Regions from separate parts of the Sus scrofa genome. Here regions 2 and 3 are each linked to region 1. A link is a contact called in public Hi-C and HiChIP or PLAC-seq data. All regions are on one chromosome and are shown on one strand. The core of a region is the stretch at or near the end of the contact, and the rest is flanking DNA. Distances in the headings are between cores, read along the strand shown.

The links. Hi-C and Micro-C count contacts between places; a contact is called where the count stands out from the background. HiChIP or PLAC-seq counts read pairs in DNA pulled down with a chosen protein or histone mark.
Region 2: a Hi-C map of mesenteric adipose tissue shows a contact between it and region 1, with 2.0 times the contacts expected there. The contact joins the promoter of LOC106507601 here to the promoter of ZNF428 in region 1. A contact is called at or near these places in 1 of 47 Hi-C or Micro-C datasets (mesenteric adipose tissue) and 1 of 2 datasets of contacts at active chromatin or transcription factors (alveolar macrophages).
Region 3: an H3K27ac HiChIP or PLAC-seq map of alveolar macrophages shows a contact between it and region 1. The contact joins the promoter of PINLYP here to the promoter of ZNF428 in region 1. A contact is called at or near these places in 2 of 2 datasets of contacts at active chromatin or transcription factors (alveolar macrophages and skeletal muscle).

What each region holds. Positions count from the first base shown.
Region 1 is chr6:50,457,784-50,461,790 of Sscrofa11.1, reverse strand. It overlaps ZNF428 (zinc finger protein 428), which reads left to right and starts at 2,115. Exons shown (of 4, transcript XM_021094479.1): 1 at 2,115-2,433. The coding sequence starts at 2,313.
Region 2 is chr6:50,502,352-50,506,358 of Sscrofa11.1, reverse strand. It overlaps LOC106507601, which reads right to left and starts at 1,965. Exons shown (of 7, transcript XM_021094484.1): 1 at 1,290-1,965. PLAUR (urokinase plasminogen activator surface receptor) reads left to right here and starts at 906. Exons shown (of 7, transcript XM_003127198.5): 1 at 906-1,089; 2 at 2,983-3,093. The coding sequence starts at 1,041.
Region 3 is chr6:50,424,613-50,428,619 of Sscrofa11.1, reverse strand. It overlaps PINLYP (phospholipase A2 inhibitor and Ly6/PLAUR domain-containing protein), which reads right to left and starts at 2,069. Exons shown (of 5, transcript XM_021097545.1): 1 at 1,765-2,069; 2 at 1,730-1,763; 3 at 1,656-1,728. The coding sequence starts at 1,952. It overlaps XRCC1 (DNA repair protein XRCC1), which reads left to right and starts at 2,890. Exons shown (of 17, transcript XM_013988646.2): 1 at 2,890-3,066; 2 at 3,937-4,007. The coding sequence starts at 3,016.

The DNA.
Region 1 (4,007 bases), core at 866-3,365:
CTCCTCATCACCTCCAGATCAACTAAGAGCTCATCCATTCATCTAAATTTAAGACGAGTGATTCTAATTTTCGATCAAGAATATATTAACCTTACTTTGTGCCAGCTGTTGCTAAAAGGGTTGGAGATGCCATGATGAATACAATAGGCAAAAGTTAGGTGTTCCAGACAGCTTAGCATTAATCTCAAACTAAGGACCCAAAGTGAAAAAGGGTAACTCCAGTCTTACCTTCACAAAGCTTTCACGAGGGAAACAGGAAGCAAAAAAACTTAATATCAAATTGCCATAAGTACTATTAAGATGAAGTACAGACGGAGTTCAGTTGTGGTGCAGCGCTGACTAGGAACCATGAGGTTGCAGGTTTGATCCCTGACCTTGCTCAGTGGGTTAAGGATCCGGTGTTGCCAGGGCTGTGGTGTAGGCCGGCGGCTACAACTCCGATTAGACCCCTAGCCTGGGAACCTCCATATGCCGCGGGTGCGGCTCTCAAAAGACAAAAAGACAAAAAAAAGGCAAAGTACAGAGTAAGGGGGTGGGGAGGTACTATTATAACTTGCTATTATGGAAAACATCAAACATACAGAAGTTTGCAGGATAATGAAGTTCCATACACTTGTCACCCCAGCTTGAACAACCATCAGCTCACCACCAATCCTGCTTTATCCGCAACCCATTCACTTCTCTAAAGCCAATTTGGAGGTGCTAGCTTAGATCAGGGAAAGCCTGTCAGATTGACATCTGTGCCAAGATATGAATGATGAGCACAAGAGTAGCTATTAGAAGGTCGGGAGGCAAAGCATTTTCAGGCAAGAACAGCAAGGGCAAAGGCCTGATATGGTAAAGAGATCGGGGTGTTTGAGGGGGAAGTGGAGCTAGATAGGCTCTGATAAAGAAAGGCTGGTGAAGCCAGAGATAAGCAAGATTAGACCACGTGTACAGCCTCTGGACCATAATAAAGGGTTTGGATTTTTAAGTGGTGGGATCTCACTGGACAGTTTTAAACTGGAATGTGAGTCACTTCCAGGAAGCCTGGAACGCAGCAGTAAAATCTGAGCTCTTAATGTCACCTGTGAGACTTTCCTCTCTCTAACTCTGTTCCGGGCATACTAAACTGCTTTCGAGTCAAATCTTGCGATTTTTTTTTTTTTTTTTTTTTTTTTGCCTTTAGGCCTTTACTCTTGCTATTCCATCGCCAGAAAGACTCCCTGGGGCAGGCGCCACCTCTGGTTCCCAGTTTCCTCTGTTCAACTTAACCCCCAGTCTGACTACTCTGGCTTGTGGTTCTGATTATGTGTGACCCTCCTTCCTTTGATTCGAGGGCCAGGGAGGCAGAGGCCGAGTATGTTCACTGAAGAAACCACAGTGCCCAGGGCCTGACATAAAAGAGAGCAATAAATATTTATCTTGGTTGTGGGGTGAGGGTTGATAAGGGTCAGTAAGGGTCTTGTCCCTTGTGCCACCTCTCCGGATGCAAACTAATCCTGACTAATCTAAACTCACGCTACCCACTTCGCGCTAGTCCACAGCCCCTGTGCGCATGCGCTACGGTCAGGCGCAGCGCCCCCCACCCCCTATGCTCCGCATATGCTGATCACTGCGCTCCGGAGTAAGGCCCCTCAGGAGAATATGCAAATCAACCTTGCCAGCGCCAGAGGCCTCCCCTGGTCCCGTGCTAAGATTATGCAAATGAGCAAGCCTCAGGTCCAGGATCCTGGCCGAGCTGGCAGCCCCCCACCCGCAGAAAATCCCATTTTGCGCCTTAGGCGCGTTCAGGCTCGCTCACGCAGGCGCGAGGCTTGCAGCTTCTAGTTCCGTCCGGCAGCGGACTGTACCAAGTAAGCCCGGACAGCGAGGGGCAAAGCCCAGAACCCTCGGCGCGAGGTTCGTCGATTGCCCAACTCAGAAAGCCCCTCTTCCCACTGTGCGACAGGAATGGTCTATCTCGCCGCGCAAGCGCCCTAGGCTCTTCACGCCCCTTGCACGCCCTCCTACCCACTTGCGGCGCAGGCGCAAAGCCTGGGCGTGCAGCCGCTGCCGCCGAGCCGGAGCTGGGGGCCGCCAGCGCGGGTGAGTGTACGGGATGGAGGTGCGCGGGGCATGCTGGGAGGCGGGCGCTACGGCACCGCTGCATGATGGGAGTGACGGCTCCCGTCACCGAGGAGCCACCCGCGGTCGTCAGCGGCCGTGATGGCCTGAGGGCGAGACCCGGGCTCCCTTTTCTCCTCCGACGAGGCTTCGTGCTGCCCTGGGGCATCCTGGGAAGACGGGATGGCCTGCCCTAAAGCATTGTGGGAGTTTGTTTGCTAGTCGTTATGGGCCTGGTGCATTCTGGGATTATCCTAGTATCTTGTGGGGAAGACGTCCCTTTTGTCACACACCTTCCGCTGAGCATCCTGGAAACTTGGAGTGCTTCGACGAAGAGCGCATTGGAAGGTGGTCATTATAGGCCCCATACATCCTAGGGGAAATTTCTGCAACAGCAGGGCATTGTGGGGAATGGTCCTTATATTCCTGTTTAAGATTTTGCTCTTGCCTTCTTGTCCTAGCTTTGTGGGAATGGATGCCTATTATGTTAACGCATGGCATCTTGGGAGGTGGTTGCTGTAGGCTCAGGACATTGTTGGGTCTTGGTACTGTGTTTGCATCATGGTGGTGAGAGAGCCTCATTTATGCCCCTCTAAAATCGTGGAAGCCAGTCTGGCCGCCATATTCATTGTAGGAATGGAACTTGGGCACCAAGGAATGCCTCCACCTGACATCTGGAGTACTCTGGAAGGGGCTTTGTGTGATGTGGGCTTGGGGAAAGGTAGGCTAGACTGGAGAGCAATGTTTCCTGGCAATCCAATAGGAAGTTTTGTCCGTGCTGTGTGGTTTGTTGCCAGTTAAAATATAGAACATCCAGTTAAATTTGCGTTTAGATAAAGAATTGTTTAATACACCTATGTCCCATGCAATATTTGGAATGGACATTTCTGAAAGACTTTATCTGAAATGCAAATTTAACTGGGCATAGTATATTTTTATTTACTAAATCTGGCAAGCTTATCCTGCCATAAAGTAGAATTCCCAAATTAAATGGGGCCCTATAGGCCATAGGGTATTATGAGAACCCTCCTGTGCCAGTTATGAATCCTCTCTGTCTTTAAAGCCCAGCCCAGGTGTCATTAAAAAGCTTACCTGCCATTGATGCCAGCTTTCCCATGCCCCAGCTTCCTCCAGGCTTCAATCCTAATCTTTTTCTCTTTAGTCCCTAGCATTAAACTTGCCCTCTAGATTTTGAAGGGATCATCTACCTTCCATCATATTACCCAGTGCCCAGCACAGGCCATGGCATGTAAGAGGTGCAGCTAAGACTGCTAGCCCCTTCATAACTTGCTCTGCCTGGCTCTCTACTGTCAGCGAGCGCAGTGGGAGACAAAAGAAGCTGTGTGTGTGTAGGGAGTATTGCTGAAGGAGAGGCGTCAGAGAAGGCTTCTTGGAAGAAGCAGAGGTGGTATTTGGGTGGGCAGAAGTACAGAGGTTCTTGTGTTTGAGGTGGGCTTTGGAGGGGAGTAAGCGTTCTCCAGACAGACAGACAAGGAGGAAGGAGCACATTCTTGACAGTAATTGCAGGATTTGCTACAGCAAATGTGAAATGTCCTGGCGTGCACAAGGAGAGGTGAGATGTCTGGAATGGCCAGGGTTTATGGAAGGGTGGGGATAGTGATAACCACAGTTAATGGAGTACCTACCAGTAAGAGCACTTTATATGAACTGAATCTTCAAAAAGTCTTTTCAGCTGTAAGCCCATTTGATGAAAGAGCTAGGATGACATGGCTTCAAATCCTAGATCACCCACCTACCGGTTTGGTGTGACCTTGGCCTCCTTGTTAATCCTCTTTGTGCCTTAATTTCCTCATCTGTACCAGGGAGATAATTATCTGTCTCAGTGTGCTTATGAGGACATAAATTAAGCCCTGGAAGCCCTGTTTGTACCTAGAAGGAAACAGGCTAGCAAACAGGCTTTG
Region 2 (4,007 bases), core at 716-3,215, 45 kb before region 1:
TCTTACCAGTTACTACAAACTTTTACACAGAGGAGACAGAATGGCATGTAAGTTAGCTTGATATAATTGATAGATTTTTTTTTTTTTTTTTTTTTTTGCTAGTTCTTGGGCCACTCTTGTCGCATATGGAGGTTCCCATGCTAGGGGTTGAATTGGAGCTGCAGCCACCGGCCTACGCCAGAGCCACAGCAAAGCTGGATCCGAGCCGCGTCTGCAACCTACACCATAGCTCACGGCACCGCCGGATTGTTAACTCACTGAGCAAGGGCAGGGACCGAACCCGCAACCTCATGGTTCCTAGTCAGATTTGTTAACCACTGTGCCACGACGGGAACTCCTCGATAGATATTTTTGCTATTTTACCTTTCCCTTTTCCCAAGGTATTTCAAGGTAAATGCAGACACCACTGTCTTTCAACTTCTAACACAACTTATCACAGTGGCAGGGGATGACATGGCTTACTCAGTGAGCATCTGTAAAATATAAGAATAATTTTCCCACATAACCACAAAGCCACTGTCATAACTTTTTGGCTTTTCTACTTTTTTGGCTAAAGTGTTTTAAGGTAAATTGGAGATGTTATTTCATCCCCAAATACTTCAGCGTACGGCTCTAAATGATAAAGACATTTCTCACATAACCACGATACCGTTATCCTTCCCAACAAGACTAAGGAAAGCCTTGTATTATCTAATAATCAGCTGCAGATTTGCTATCGCAAAAAAAAGTTTTAATCCGAGGTGTGAGGTCCTTTGCCCAAAGTCCCATGGCAGGAAGAGAACTGGAATTTGCACCCAGGCAGTGTGGGGACAACTGTGACTACGGCCAGCATGAGTCAGAGTAGAGCCAGCCCCCCACCCCGGGCTGGCCGCGCCCTGGTAAGGGAAATTTTTGAGGAAGAGGGGGGTGCCCCACGCATCTGGAGCTGACTCCTTCTTTCGCAAAACGTTGGGAGGAGCCCCCGGAGCCACAAAACCGTCTCCTTCCTGGGGCCAGACTGAGAAGTGCAGGGAGACGGCAAACAGGAGCCGCTGCCGGACATGGGCTGCCCCTTGCTGCTGCTGCTCTTGGTTCAGATCTGCGTTCCAGGTAGGGGCTGGGTGCCTGAACCCCTGCTCCGGGGACCAGGACCGATGGCGGGGGAGGGAGAGGGAGGGGAGGGGAGGGGAAAAGAGCTCAAAGTCTGATGAGTTGGAAGAGGAGGTCTTAGCATCCAGCTTCCCCCCCACCCCGACCCCACTCTCATGCTCAAATAATTCTGCTATCTGCAGCCCCACACGGCACAGTACCTGGCAACCAGTAGATGCTCAGGAAATATTAGTTGAATAAAGGCACTTGACTTCTGCCACCATTTGGCGAGTGCGTTCTTGATTCCAGGCACTCTTCTAAACTCCTTCCTTGCAATTTCCAACTGGGCGGGCAGTAACTATTTTAACTCCGTTTCACAAAGAAGAAAATAGGCACAGAGAGGTTAAGAAACTGGCCTGAGGTCACACAGCACTCCATGAATAAGTGGGATTCTGACCCCGTAGGGGCGTCTCACAGCCCTCTCTTCTCCCCCCTCCACACACACACGCACACACACACGCACACACACTTGAAAGAGAGAGGACAGCGCCTCATTTTACAAAAGGTCTAAAGAGAGGCTGAGCGTCGCAGAGCCAGGGTTCGGGGACCCAGAACTTGTCCTTCGAGGAGCCTTTACTGTTTTCAAGCCGACAAGACCCTCTCAACTCCTTTCCCCGGAAAATGTAAAAAGTGTTGAAAAACGAAAGGAAATTGGGAAGGAACTGTCAGGGCGGGGCGGGAGTAGGGGTGGGGGTTGGGAAGTGGTTTAGTAATGAATACCTCGGAAAGCCTTCCGGACCGCGGGAGGCCTAGAATGAGTAATGACTCGGGGCAACTCGGAATTTGGAATGGGGAAGGGACCGCAGTGGGGGTCCGGGGAAGGGATAGGCCTTGGGGGCGGGGGCTAGTGGGGCGGGGGTTATGCTGTGGGGGCGGAGATGGTGGGCGGGGTTAGAAAGTCGGGGCGGAGCTAGTGGGCGTCGTTGGGACGTCGGTGGGCGGGGCTAACATCTCCGGAGCAGCTAGTGGGCGGGAGGAACTCTTCCCCCCTTGGCTCTGTCAGTTGCGGTTAAACTCTCCACAGGTCTGATAGGCGAAGTTAAAAGTTTTCTTGGATTGCTGGATGGGGAGAGAACGCTGAAGAGAGGCCCCGGAGGGGAGGAGAATTTGTGTGTGTGGGCGTCGTGGGGGGGCACCGGGAGCCGGGGTAGAAAGTAAAAATCCGGAGTTCCCATCGTGGCGCAGTGGTTAACGAATCCGACCAGGAACCATGGGGTTGCGGGTTCGATCCCTGCCCTTGCTCAGTGGGTCGAGGTTCCGGCGTTGCCGTGAGCTGTGGTGTAGGTCGCAGACGCGGCTCGGATCCCGCGTTGCTGTGGCTCTGGCGTAGGCTGGCAGCTACAGCTCCGATTCGACCCCCTAGCCGGGGAACCTCCATGTGCCGCAGGAGCGGCCCAAGAAATAGCAAAAAAATGACAAAAAAAAAAAAAAAAAAAAGAAAGAAAGTAAAAATCCGCTGGTGTCGGTGAGGGTAAACACCCCTAGAAGAGCTCTCGAGGCCAAACAGACCGAAGGCGGGCGGGGTGGAGGAAAGGACCTAAAAGGGAGCTGGGCTAGAACGTCCACACGCGCAGAGACATTGGGGTATCAGACTTTCAGGATGGGCCCGGCGCCGACAGAATTAAAGGGGAAATGAGCGAGAGCAGGGCCTTGGAAGGACCTGTAGTCGGGGAAAGGTCTTCAGGGTAGAGCGCGGGGTTAGGACGTTGGCCTAAAGATAGGCTCGAAGTACAGCTGGCTGGAACCCCGGGGCGGGCACGAGGCCTGGAGACTTGGTCCCAGGTGTTAGGGCTTAAGGAGGCGAGAGGGGGATCCTGGTGCTGAGAAATAACACTCTCCTTCCCTCTGCCCCAGCCTCCTGGGGCCTGCAATGCATGCTCTGCAAGAGGACCGGGAATTGCAAAGTGGAAGAATGTGCCCCTGGCCAGGACTTCTGCAGGACCACGATCCTGCACACCAGGGAAGGTGAGCTCCCCCAGTGCCCCCACCACCACCTCCAGGCAGGGAATGCGAATGCGAGTGACTGAAAAACCTTATCTAGCAAAAAATCAGGGAAATGCGCACCAAAAAGACAATGAGACTCAAGACCCACCAGGTTGACAAGCATTTAAAAATCTGACAAGGGAAGTTCCCATCGAGGCCCAGCAGAAACGAACCCAACTAGGATCCATGAGGTGTGGTTTGATCCCTGGCCTCGCCCAGTGGGTTAAGGATCTGGCCTTTCCTTGAGCTGTGGTGTAGGTCAGAGAGGAAGCTCAGATCCGGATTTGCTGTGACTGTGGTGTAGGCCGGCAGCTACAGCTCTGATTTGACCCCTAGTCTGCGAACTTCTACATGCCGGCGGTGTGGCCCTAAAAAGACCAAAAAAAAAAAAAAAAAAAAAGTTCTTAACAGTATGTTTGTGATATGAAAAACAGGAAAGAACCTGAAGTCAGTGGTCAGCAGAGGAGAAACATGGCATAGTCACATATTATAACCCACCGCAGCTTAAAGGAAGGAACTAAGGTTCCAAGTATTAACATGGATACATCTCAAGTCTGTGGCGCACCAGACTGTGTCTAAATAAGAAACTTAAGATTGAGGAGTTCCCGTCATGGCGCAGTGGTTAACGAATCCGACTAGGAACCATGAGGTTGCAGGTTCGGTCCCTGCCCTTGCTTAGTGGGTTAACGATCCAGCGGTGCCGTGAGCTATGGTGTAGTTTGCAGACGCGGCTCGGATCCCACGTTGCTGTGGCTCTGGCATAGGCCGGTGGCTACAGCTCCGATTTGACCCCTAGCCTGGGAACCTCCATATGCCGCGGGAGCAGCCCAAGAAATAGCAACAGCAATAACAACAACAACAAAAAAAAAAAAAAAAAAGAAAAGAAAAAGAAACTT
Region 3 (4,007 bases), core at 820-3,319, 33 kb after region 1:
TGGGAACTTCCATATGCCACAGGTGTGGCCCTAAAAAGCAAAAGAAAAGAAAAGATCTCTTCCAGTCCCCACTACCCCTCCATCCCTGGGATATCCCTTTTGCCCCACATGACCAACCTGATGGCGTTCCTTCAACCCATCCCAGCCCTTTCCTTCTCTTCCATACCCCATTTCGCCTCTTGCATATTGGATTCCCCCCTCTCCCCGCGTCTGGATTTCTCTCTTTCCCCTTGTCCTTTCTTTCCTGATAATCCCTTCGTGCCTAAGAAAGTCTTTCTGTCCGCTCCTCCCCCCATCTTCTGCTTGGGAGCCTCATTTTCAGAAAGCGATGACAATGGCGGTTGTGGTCTTCCCATCAGCATCCTCGCTCTGTCCACCTTGGATTATCTTTCCCTCTTCCTGCCCGCTCACCACGCAAAGGTTCCTCCCAGTGCGCATGTGCTCCCCTGAAGGCACCCCCCCCCCGCCCCCCGGATCTGACTCTGCCCCTGCCCTCTTACTTCTGACGTCTCAGCCGCCCGGACCACGCATGAGTCCCGGTCGGCGTCGCAAGTCCTCACATCTCCACCGCAGGTGAGTCGGAGCCTGTACACACCTCACAGCCTCCAGATCGTTCATGGGCGGGGCACTGACCTCTGTCCAGGGAACTGTCTGAAGCTCTTGCAGGGACGGGAAGCGACTCTACCTGGGGCAAGTTTCCCAAACTACAAGGCTGGGGGCTTTGGACGCTAGGGTCCTTGGAGAAAGCTTGGGAACTGGGATGGGGAGTGGGGGAGCTGGGGAAGAAGATTTGCATGGACTTTTGTGAACCTTCGGATCCAAGTGGTTCTCAGATGTGGGCCTCTTCCTTTTAGTTACCCTCCGTAGGTCTGCACCCCCAGTCAAGAAGGAGGGGTGAGGGCCAGGAGGGCAAGGGCATGGACCCCTTGGTCGTGAGAGAGGAGGCAACTAGGGGCCCAGACACCTGGGTCCTCAGGAAGGTGGAGTTTTCTTGAACTCCTGCATCTAAGAGAGAAGGGGATTGGGGACCAGAACTCCGTAGAGTCCTGAGAGAAAGGAAATCTCTCCCTTTCCAACCATTAAAAAAAAAAAAAAAAAATTCCCTTTCTGGTCATACTCTGATCTGATTTTCTAGAATTCAAATGGGTCTTAATTTATTTTTGGGGGTCTTTTTAGGGCCACACCCGAGGCATATGGAAGCTCCCAGGCTAGGAGTTGAATCAGAACTGCAGCTGAGGCCTGTGCCACAGCCACAGCAGTGCCAGATCCGAGCCACATCTTCAACCTACACCGCAGCTCGAAACAACACCAGAATCCTTAACCCACTGAGCAAGGCCAGGGATCAAACCTGCATCCTCATGGATACTAATTGGGTTCTTAACCTGCTGAGCCACAACGGGAACTCCCCAGATACCTTATTTTGAGTGCCTTCCCCCAGGGATCAGAGGATTCAGAGCCCACCCACCCCCACTCCTTTCTCAGGGATTCAAATGCAAGTTTTTGAGCTATTCCTCCTCTGGGATCCCAAGCTTTCTCTCCTTTACCCTCTGCTTTCACCATGAATCTGAATTTTCGGACTCTTTCCCCCTGGAGGACCTTGCTGAATGCTGTCAGTCTTCTTTCCTGGAGTCCCAGAAGTCCAGGCCCCTAGTCACCCAGACCCAGGAGGGTGCAGAGCAGGGCAGAGGCCAGCAGGAAGGTCTCAGGTTTCACGGAAGTCCTCATGTTGGGTGAGTGAGCCTGCAGTTCCAGGACCCCAGCTCATGGGAAACTGAGGAGGGGTGGGTCTGGACACAACTTACCCCTAGGGTGAAAAGTGGCTGATGTGTAAGATCTGGGGGCAGGCCTCTGCACCTCTGGGTAGGAGAAACAGAACCAGAATCCAAAAGGGACATGGGCATCTGGTGCCCAGCCCCCTCCTCCGCCCGGACCCCAGGAGTCTGGGCCTCCATCGCCTTTCTTCCATCAGGACTCAGACGGGCACTTCCCTCTTTTTTCCCTTTCCCACCGATCCTTCCCCGACCTTTTATTTTCTGGCCTGAAGCCCAAGATCAGAATCTGGACATTAGATTCCCTGTAGGATAGAGCGGCTGGAAGGACTGAGATGCCCTCTCCCTTCTCTCTCTCTTCCCAGGGAGGTCCTCAGCGTGGGCGGGGCCCTAGCTGGGAGCGCCCACCTTGTCCAGGCTCGTTCTGCAGAGGCGCCGGCGCCTAGTCTCCCTTCCTTTCTTGGCACGCTTGGTTCATACTCCCTTTTCTGTGTTAAGGCTCTCTCCAGCTCCAACCCCACCCGAAGATGCGCTTCTGGGTCTCGTGGGGACCGAACAGATGGGTGCCTGTCAACCGGCAGGGATGGGCGTGTTACGAGACGGATGCCCACAGGTCATATTGGACAACTGAGGCAGGGTTGGGAGCCGTCGAGGCTGCTTGTGTGTCTGCCTTGGGCACGTGCTTTGGGTTTTATTTAGGTCCTTTACCCACTCTCTCTTGGCCTCAGGCATAACTTTCAAAGGTCCGAGATTTTTTTTCCTTGTGTGTTGGGCGGGGCGGGGGAGCGGCGGCAAGGGAGTAGCCAGCAACCGCTGAGGGGATCCGGTTGCAGATCCCTGCAAAGATCTGCTCAGGTTTGCTGCCCTCTTGCTTTTCGGGCTTCAGTTTGGGCGGTGAGGATGGCGAATTTCTTCTGGGTCCCACTACCCGAGGCCGTTCGGGTAGCAAGACTCTCTCTCCGAACGCTGGGTGTGAACGTCACTGGGAGGAGGGGCTAGAGAGCTGTTTGGCCTGAGGGAGGCGGGAACAGCTCGTTCGTTGCTAGGGAACAGCGCCTCTGGCCTCTGGCTGGAGAGACGCACTGGGCTTGCGCAGTGTTGACGCGACCTCCGGCGCGCCGCTGTTTGAAAGGCCCGAGCCTCGCGCGCTTGCGCAGTTAAGCCCGCGCAGGGAGCACCCCCTGTCCGCCCCCTAAACTCAGACCCTCCTGCGTCTTTCTGGCCAGGCGAAGCCCACGGCGCTGACATGCCGGAGATCCGCCTCCGCCATGTGGTGTCCTGCAGTAGCCAGGACTCGGTGAGGGACTGGCGTGGGGGGAGGTTGGAAGAAGTAAAGGAAATCGTGAGGGGTCTCTATGAGAACTTTTGGAGTCTAAAAGGTGTTGAAGAGAAATCAGCATCTGGGCTGCAAAGAACAACGAACTTTATTTGGAGTCTTAGGAATTGCAATTCGAGAGATATAGATTCCCATAAAGCTGAAAGAGGGTTGGGAAAGAGAGTCAGGAGCTTATGAGGACGAAGGCTCGTTAGGTTGAAGTTGTCTGGAGAGAACTGTAGTTGACTCTGAAACAAGTAAGGAAACATTTAGCTTTAAAGAATAGGCTGTCATGAGTTACTTTAGGGTAAGGGAGCCATAAATAGATAGGCTGGCATGAGTTATTTACCGAGAAGGTTGGATTAGTATCTTGAGTTTCTAGCAGATGTTTTGGATATCTGTGTTAATGCAGTAAGCGGTCACAAGGTCAGGTTCCGTCCAGGCTGAGACCTGCATGGGCACAGTTCCTCAGTGGCCTCCCAGCTCCATTTTAGCGAGCTCTCTTAGCAAAACGGACTTCATTTTGATTTTCCTTTCAAAAAGGAACTTCTGGGGATTCTAAGGAGGCCACGGGGGAATTTCCTGGCAGCCGTAAGGGAATTCTGGGAGAGAAGTGGAATAGGAGGCCTTCTGGGCATCTATGGAACTTCCAGAGAGGAGAGGAGGGAGTGGGGAGCTTCCTTAATTTCCAGGAGAAAGTGCTGTAGGGGACTCAAGGCAGAGTGTGGGGAATTAATTGGGAAACTTAAATCTGGGGGATTTCAGCGGGCTTGGGAGGACTCAAAGGAATAATCTGAGAGCTGGGGAACTAGCTGGCATCTCAAACTCTCCCTTTCCCACTCTTCTCTCCAGACCCACTGTGCAGAAAACCTTCTCAAGGCAGACACTTATCGAAAATGGCGTGCAGCCAAGGCGGGCGAGAA